Regions from separate parts of the Mus musculus genome. Here regions 1 and 2 are each linked to region 3. The links are chromatin contacts, called in public Hi-C and HiChIP or PLAC-seq maps. All regions are on one chromosome and are shown on one strand. Each heading gives the region's core, a stretch centred on a gene start, on an enhancer-like site or on the middle of the called end of the contact. The rest is flanking DNA. Distances are from core to core; before and after follow the strand shown. Region 1 has its middle 29 kb from the start of Slc22a15. Region 2 holds the start of Slc22a15 (solute carrier family 22 (organic anion/cation transporter), member 15). Region 3 has its middle 17 kb from the start of Gm40112.

Region 1 (2,700 bases), core at 81-2,580, 720 kb after region 3:
TATAGAGCCAGCTGAGAGCAAATGGGTCAGTGTGGCCTGGGTTTAGTGAAAGGAGTAATCCATTGAACATGAAGGTGGTACTTCATCTAGCTGAGTGGTTCCATAGCTACAGTACTACATGAGACCTGGAATACAATCCTTAGCACCACAAAAAAGTAAATAAAAATAAATAAATAATAAATATATTTTTTAATGAGGGCTGGAGAATGGCTCAGAAATTGTGAGCATTGGCTGCTCCTCCAAGTGAATACAAGTTCAATTCCCAGCACCCACATGGCAGCTCACAAACATCTGCAACTCCACTTTTATAGTATCTGACACCCTCTTCTGACCTCCGTGGGTACTGTATGCCCATGGTACACAGACGTACATGCAGGAAAGAGCACAACACACAAAAATCAATCAATCAATCAATCAATCAATCAATCAATCAATCAGCCAAACAATCAATCAATTTAAAACAAATTAAAATGACTTAAATCCTAAAAAGTTTAAATCAGGAATTGATGGAAGGCAGTCTATAGGCTCTTTCTAATGACCCTGTCTTCTACTGCTAGGCAGTCTTCCCTCACAGTGCCAAGGTGGCCGTCATATCAACTGGAATCCATGAGTGAGGAAAAGAACCAACAGCAGTGAAAATCTGTTTGGGTTCCAGCAGTTCCCTGTGGTAGCACCGTGTGTTGTGCTGTGCTGGCCAGGGTGTGAGCTGCTGGGATATGCAGCAGCAGCAGCAGCAGCAGCAGCAGCTCCCTTAGATCATCTGAGCTATGGCGCTCAGATCCTGGGAAGTGAGAGAGGAGCAGGAAGGACCCAGGAGTCCTGATAGAGTTTAGAGAACCCCAAATCTCTATGCAGCACTTCATTTTAATATCAACCTCTCGGTTATATTCAAGCCTACAAATCCTGAACTATGATCAGGGACACGGGCATAGATGAGTAGCATTTTCAGAGTATTTTTTTGTGATGGTGATGGTTTTAGTGTTGTTGATGATAGTGTGTGTGTGTGTGTGTGTGTGTGTGTGTGTGTGTGTGGTATGTCTGTGTATGTATCTGTGAGTGTGTGTATGTGCATCTGTGTGTTATGGAGCATGTTGTGGGTGTGTAGGTATATGCACCCATGCACACATATACAAAGGGCAAAGCAGGACGTTGGCTGTCCTGGATCACCTCCACATTATTGCCTTGAGACAGACGTTCTCACTGAATCAGAAGCTCGGCTTATAGCCAGGCTGGCCAGCCAGTGAGCTCGTGGGATTTGCTTTTCTCTGCTCCCCAGTGCTGGTGTCAGAGACACACAAAGCCACAGCCAGCTTTTTCTGTGGGTGCTGGGGACTTGGACTCAGGTTGGCACACTTACAAAGCACCTGCTCTTTTCCGTTCAGCCATCTCCCTGGCCACTTATTGACTTCTTCACGTGAGCCAGGAACTGGGACAAGGCCTTTGGTATGACCTGCCTGTGCTATAAAGATGAACATGTCCGTGTGGAGATCACCAGCCTCCTACAAAGACCTGGAGTTTTTCCAACAAACAGGCTTAACTTCCCCCCTTACTTCTGCTAGCATAAATTAAGGCCGTAGATTGTATTCTATAAAGTCTGTACACTGCTGTTCACCACTGTAGAAGTCGGTATCAAAGGTATCGATCTTGGAGTCCATCCAGAGGACTCTGCTTTGGAAGAGCCGTAAAGATATTCATCATTTTTTTAAAATGTAGAGTAAAGTCACAGGTCCAAGAGCTGAGGGTTACCTTTAAAGAGTGGTTCCAGGCAATGGACACATTTTAACCAAGCTGCCCCTGGCCTGCACTGGGATCATTTACTGGGCTTGTCCATCTCCAGGCTCCCTAAGAGCAGCACCCACCTCTATCTAGACCTTGTACCTGGGGCATACATGGTTTACACTAATTCCTATAATGGAAATGCAATGAACAACGTGCCTGGGCCACCGACTTGGAGTGACCCGTGGCTTGAGCAGCCTCTCTCCGAGCTGTGCCTCACAGAGAGCTCTTATGGAAGCTGGGCATTGGGGATGCTCTCGGTGAAGCCAAAGACCAAGCTGAAGGGATGGAAACTGGGATCCAAGCACTGAAACATCCCAGGAAAGCTTACATACACTCTGTAAAATGGAGACCGGAATGCAGATGCCCTCTGGACAAGCCACAGACAAATGCAGGTGCTAAAGAGCAGAGCATGACTATTTCATGTTAAAACCCAGGCTTTTCTAACCTCTTTGCTCCCCTCTGTGGATGAAGACAGAACTGAGAGCAGCTTTCACTCTGTAAATGCCAAAGCAGGAACAAAGAGCCTTCTCTTTTCTTTTACAATTTCATTATTATACTCTAAGTGTCTCATGAACTTTCTTGTTAAAAATATTTTAATAGATATTATTTTTATATGTGTCAATTATATAATATAAATAATATAATATGTATATTTTGTATTATAATAATACATTATATATTCTATACATATATGCTGATTCAAAACCTTCCATACTTAAGTCTAAGGTATTCCAAATGCACACTGGGTCTCCTCCCTCTAAAATTCCAAGCCAGGTCTGAAGGGTAAAGTGGAGTAGCAGCCATCTTACTGTAGCTTAACTAATGACTCCCTCTGTACTGGAATCTCCCACAGACAAAAGCAAGGCCAGCTAGGCAAGAGGTATGGAAACAGGTGGTGTGGAGAGGGTAAAGGAGTGAGGA
Region 2 (2,700 bases), core at 161-2,660, 750 kb after region 3:
CTGCTTTATCTTTGTAGTCCTGGCTGCCAGGGATCTCATTCTGTAGCTGAGCCCAGCCTCTGCTTCCCCAGGGCTGGAATCAAAGGTCTGTGCTGCCTCTATGGCTGCTGCCACCACCACTGGCTTAAGCACTTCCAATTCATCTTTTGTGGCCACCACACTGGCTGCTTCCAACCCTGCCATAGTCAACATTGTATCATTTTATTACAATAATTAGGTAGATGACCACTAAAGGGCAGTTATAAACAGCAGACATAATTAATGGGAAATTGTGGAAGCACAACAAGAATGCTTGCAAGACAAGGGGACCTCCTGGTCATCCATTATACTCTGTATTATATTCAGGGGATGGTTCGTTTTAACGATCAAAACCTAGCCTCGGCTGGGAAGGAAGTTCCCATTCACTCAGTGAGGAGCAGTCTAGAGTAGGTTGGCCCTGGACATGCTTCTGAGGGAATTTGTTTAAAAACTGGGTTGTTAGAAAGCCCCCCCCCCCCATATGTGTGAGGCCATTTCATAGGTTGGGCCCTAGTCTGAACGAATGAGTGAGGGAACTAGCTGATCACTGGTGAGCGCATCCATCACATCACTGCCCTCTGTTCTTGTCTGTGGATGCCATGTTACTAGCTGCTTAAGTTCCTGGTGCCTCGACTTCCCAGCAATGATGGGCTCTGAGAGAAACTGTGAGCCAAATAAACTCCACCCCCCCCCCCGCCCCCAAGTTTCTTCTGTCATGCTATTATCACACCAACAGAAAGCAAAGGTAAACTTAGCGATAGTTTAGATTAGTAGTTCTCAACCTTCCTAATGCAGTGACTCTCTAACACAGTTCCTCGTGTTGTGGTGACCCCCTAACCATAAAAATAATTTTTTGTTATTGCATAACTGTAATCTTGCTACTGTTATGAATTGTAATGTAAATATCTGATATCTGACCCTTGTGAAAGGGTCTTTGGTCCTGACCCACATGTTGAGATATGCTGGTTTAGATACTTGCAATAGTTTAAAAACAAAACAGGATTAGGTGTGGGGCCACTAGTAATCTGTCCCCACACTTCTTCAGCCCTGTGCCAAACTCCATTGACAGACCTTGGCAACCATGACCCCCTGCCCTTGTCCCTTGTCCCTTGTCCGTGGGCCTAGTGGGCACTACTAAGTGGATGTCTCGAGGCGCGGAGCTTACATCTGACCCTGTGTACCTAAAGCAAGACAAAGGAGGAAGGGGACAGATGCCTCCCGGCCCTCTTCTCGGAAGGCTCTAGAGCTCTGAGCGCCCCCGCATTCCACCGCTTTGTGCGAAGGGGCGAACCCCGCGGGACACGGCGTGGAGCTGCCGGCCCCTCCCGTGAGTCGCCCTGGCCGCCCGCGCCGCACCCACTTCCTCTTTCCCTTCCGCGCGCCAGCCAACCGCTCGCCAAAAATTCCTGTCACTTCTGACAGGAAGCGGGGAGGCCGCGCCGGGGCGACCAGCATCGCATCTCCGCCGCGACCCCGGACCCGGTCGTCTGCAGGGTCCCGCCTGCGCCTGGGCCCCAGCCCCGCCCGGTTCTCCACCCCCGGCTCGGCCCAGTCCTCTGTCCCCGCCTCGGCCGCGGTCCGCCCGGTCCTCCTTCCCGGTCCCTGCCGCTCGGCCCTCCGTCCCCGCCCGGCTCAGTCCTCGGTCGCTCCGTCGCCCGATCTTCAGCCACCGCGCAGCCAGGTCCTCCGTCGCGGTGGCGGCCGGGTCCTCGGGCGCGAGCCCGCCATGGAGGTGGAGGAGGCGTTCCAGGCGGTGGGCGAGATGGGCCTCTATCAGATGTACTTGTGCTTCCTGCTGGCTGTGCTGCTGCAGGTGAGTCCCCGGCTCCCCGCGGCCCCCGGGGCGCTCTCAGCTCAGGCTGGCCCCAGGTGTGGCGCGAGAGCGCAGGGAGGGAGGGGGCGGGCGGGCGCCGCGCGGTGGCGGGCCAGCCACTGAGCTCTCCCAGGCTGTCACCCAGAGCCTGGCACTGACACTTCGCCACCAGAGCTAGTTGAAAGATGAAACCCATTACCCGGGATCAAAAGGATTCGGCACCCTAACCCCTTACAGAGTGAGACAGAGAAAGCATGGACAACCTGCCCACAAAAGATCAGGTCTAGCTAGTATGGCCTCCTTCAGCCCTCTCTGAGATTGAGGGAGGCTTCCTATTAAAGGGGCTTTCCATCCACGGGAATTTATTTCTCTCTAGTTAAAGTTCTACTGGGTTATTAAGCTCCGAGGCCAGCTTTGGTCTAGGGAAATGATACCATCCACACAGTGTGGTTCATTGTATTGAATTCTCAGAAACCAGCTGCACACCTCAACCTAAAACTCTTGATTTTAGGAGTCCTTGGGCTCTTTAAGAGGTTCATTCTTGTAGTCCTAGCACTATGGAAACTGAGGCAGGAGAAGGATGGCTCTTCTTCTAGGCAAATTCAAAGCCAGCCTGAGCAGCTCAGATTGTCCCTAGGAAGCAGGTCAGTCAGTGGTAAAGCCCTAGATGTGCAAGGCTCTGGGTTTGATCCCTACCACCAGGGCCAGAAAATGAAGCTAGCTCCCTGTCCCGGAGGCTTGCAATCCTGGGATGAAGTGGTCTGTGACACTGACACTGTGAGGCTGACAGCTGAGCTAAGTAAGTTAAGGTATTATTGCAAGGGAAGTACTGGCTGGCCGCGGTTATAACCAGAGCCCACAAGTTGCTT
Region 3 (2,700 bases), core at 178-2,677:
GAACTGGCTGGAGGAGTTGGTGACCTTCCTATTAGTTTTTGTTTATTGTAAATTTCCACTTGGCCAGACTGGACATTTTATCTTTTGTGAGTGAGGCAAAAGCCTGGAGAACATTTAGAGAATTATTTACACCTATTATATTTTAAACTGGACAGTACCTCAGCAGCTCAGCAGTGATGCAATCGATACTCAATGTTCTTACCACAAGCTTAACCAAATGTTAATATTCTACCAGATTTAGTTCAAATATTTATTTAAGGAAATAAAGTGTTGCAAATTCAGCTATAACCATCTCCCCTAACCCTAACCTCCCACCTTGTAGCCATTTACCCCCTGAAGTGTCACCTTCTGTAACACTGTGATATATTCACAAACAACACACAGTAGGTATGTTTATTTTTAAGTGGTTAAAACCGAAATCCCATTTTTTTCAACTTAGCTTTCTTTAAACTTAACTATATATTTTTTTGAGATTTATTCGTGTTAATAAGTCACTTGTAGTTCATTCATTGTATTCTTTTTTTGTATGTAGAATATGTGTCATGCACATGTTATGTACATGACAGGGTGTTTGTACATACGTGTGGAGGTAAGGAGTTGACATTGGGTATTGACCTCCATCATTCTCCACCGTAGCTTCAAACCAGGTTTCTCACTGAACCTGGAGCTCGCTGATGCGGCTGGCTAATGAGCCTCAGCGATGTTTGTGTCTTTATTTTTTCCAGGGCTAGGTTATAGGTATAAGCCACCACTCCTGGCTTTTCTCACGGGTGCTGGAGATCTGAATTCAAGGGCCCACACTGATTTGAAGGCCTCATGGTCAGACAGCAAGCGCTTCTCCCCAGCCCCACCAACAGCTCCTCATAAGACCACACTACGCTTTAGTGCACGCCTGTGTTGGTGGATGTTTTGGTTGTTCCAGGTCTCTTCATTTTTCTCTCTTGACCCCCCCTTCCTTTCCTCTTCCATTCTAAATTCCATCATTATTGTTACAGATTCTATGTTAGGCATCCTCAGATCGGATTACATCGCTTCTGAGATTCACACCTGGAAGAGGAACGCCCATCTTCAACTCTACTAAGAATGCTACTTCATCCCCTAGACGGGTTGTACCAATTTACAAAGTCTGCATAAGCCAGGGATATCGAAAGCCTTTTTGTGTCTGCTCCAAAGGGAGTCGAACCTCAAAGGCACTGATTCAGGGGTCCAGGGAGGCTGTAGTGAAAGATCCCTGTTTACTGTTACTGAGACTTCAACGACAGAGAGCACCGATTTTTTGTTCAGGCAGAAATGTTCCAATTCACCTTTCCCCTGGTGGTATATCACTGTATTCATGCTGAATCCACCCAGGGCTGCTATGCAAAGAGGAGAGGAGACTTGCCTGTCCCAGCTCCCTGCAGGGCTGAGGCTGACAAGCCAGCTGGTGCTGTGTGCCAAGCAGCTTGGCAGTGAGCAATTCAGCTGGTTCCTGGGACAGGAGGCAGCAGTGACTGATCACAGAACTGAACATCTTCAGAGCTCTTTTACTCTATAAATATAGTCTTTGCAGAAAGCAGTGAAGATGGCGAAGCTTCCGGCCAACAGCAAACACAGCAAGAGAGGCTAGGGTGTGGCGTGTGAGCTTCGGAGTCAGGAGTTGATCAGGGGGGCTGGTCACCTGTGACGTCATTCTCCAGATTGCAACTCTGTGTGAACAAACACTTCAGTTTGTGTTACAGTTTGGGGGAGTGTTTGTTTTTTAAGAGACAGAGCACAAAATTATGAATTCTAAACTAGGGTCTTGGTAAACTGTCTCTGCTTTGGTGACTCTGAGGGAGGGACAAGAGGCTCAGGGTGTCTGGGAGGGCACTGTCAGTGTCTCCTCAATGGCTGGGCACTATGAATTCAGTGTTGTAGAAGAGTGAGAGTGGAGATAGAAGCTGGGTACTAGAGATGCCCAAAACCAATGAGAGGATGTGTGTTGGAGGGTGTTTGTGTACGTGCACAAAGGAGGGAAACAGGGTAGTGAGAAGCTTGGCAGCCAGTGGTGTAAAGATGAGAAGAACTAGGAACGGTGTTGGGGAGGTGGTTTTGGAGATGGTCCCATAGACTCCACTAGATGCTCAGCCCCTAGTTAGAACTAATTACTAGCTGCTGCTGGTCAGTGATGGATGGGGCAGAGGTGTACTGCGGGTTAGGAAGGACGGGTACGTGCATAACCCCGTGCTCTCTCCCCTGCTTTACACAGGGATGAGTTTAACTGACGAGTGACTGAAACAAACCATGTACCTCTTAAACATCAGTGTGTCTGCATAGAAGACGTCAGGCACTTAGAGAATAAAGTGTTAAAGGATCAAGGTCCTCCCTCACCCTCGGGAACTGGGGGTAGGGGGTTGTCAACAAACTGTCCCTATGAGTTGCAGTAAATAAGGGGGGGAGGAAAAGGGCCTTCTGGAAACCTACTTCAAAGGACAGAGCCATCTTCCAGATGGGCAGTTCCATGGGTCGAACTTGCCTTCCAATCAGAGAGGGGCCCTTGCTTTCAGAATCAAAGTCGGGGACATAGTCTAACACGGTAACAGAATACTTGAAACGCCAGCTTTCCAGGAGCACCGGATTCTGAGTCGGGAGGTCGCTGTGGGGAGGTTGAGTCTCTTCAGAAAACATTGAAGAGGAACAGAAGAAGCGGCTTTCTGGAGAAGCTCGGCTGAGCACATTGAT

The links. A called contact is a pair of places that touch in the nucleus more often than the background predicts. HiChIP or PLAC-seq counts read pairs in DNA pulled down with a chosen protein or histone mark.
Region 1: a contact with region 3 is called in a Hi-C map of liver, with 5 times the contacts expected there. The contact joins two enhancer-like sites. A contact is called at or near these places in 3 of 484 Hi-C or Micro-C datasets (all in liver), 1 of 115 datasets of contacts at active chromatin or transcription factors (pancreatic cancer cells) and 1 of 9 other capture datasets (embryonic stem cells).
Region 2: a contact with region 3 is called in a FOXA1 HiChIP or PLAC-seq map of pancreatic cancer cells. The contact joins the promoter of Slc22a15 here to the enhancer-like site in region 3. A contact is called at or near these places in 5 of 39 promoter capture datasets (embryonic stem cells, hippocampal neurons, liver and 2 more), 1 of 484 Hi-C or Micro-C datasets (liver), 5 of 115 datasets of contacts at active chromatin or transcription factors (acute myeloid leukemia, bone marrow-derived macrophages, extraembryonic endoderm stem cells and 2 more) and 1 of 9 other capture datasets (embryonic stem cells).

The regions. Positions count from the first base shown.
Region 1 is chr3:101,952,296-101,954,995 of GRCm38.p6, reverse strand. No RefSeq gene overlaps it. Among named protein-coding and RNA genes, the nearest start is that of Slc22a15, 29 kb to the right of the region's middle. Within about 2 kb of position 1,330, at least 6 of the 459 cell types and tissues checked have an H3K27ac peak or open chromatin away from gene starts, as enhancers often do. A contact at or near this core is called in liver, where this site is marked.
Region 2 is chr3:101,923,163-101,925,862 of GRCm38.p6, reverse strand. Slc22a15 (solute carrier family 22 (organic anion/cation transporter), member 15) reads left to right here and starts at 1,410. Exons shown (of 12, transcript NM_001039371.2): 1 at 1,410-1,831. The coding sequence starts at 1,745.
Region 3 is chr3:102,676,073-102,678,772 of GRCm38.p6, reverse strand. No RefSeq gene overlaps it. Among named protein-coding and RNA genes, the nearest start is that of Gm40112, 17 kb to the left of the region's middle. Within about 2 kb of position 1,427, at least 72 of the 459 cell types and tissues checked have an H3K27ac peak or open chromatin away from gene starts, as enhancers often do. A contact at or near this core is called in hippocampal neurons, liver and pancreatic cancer cells, where this site is marked.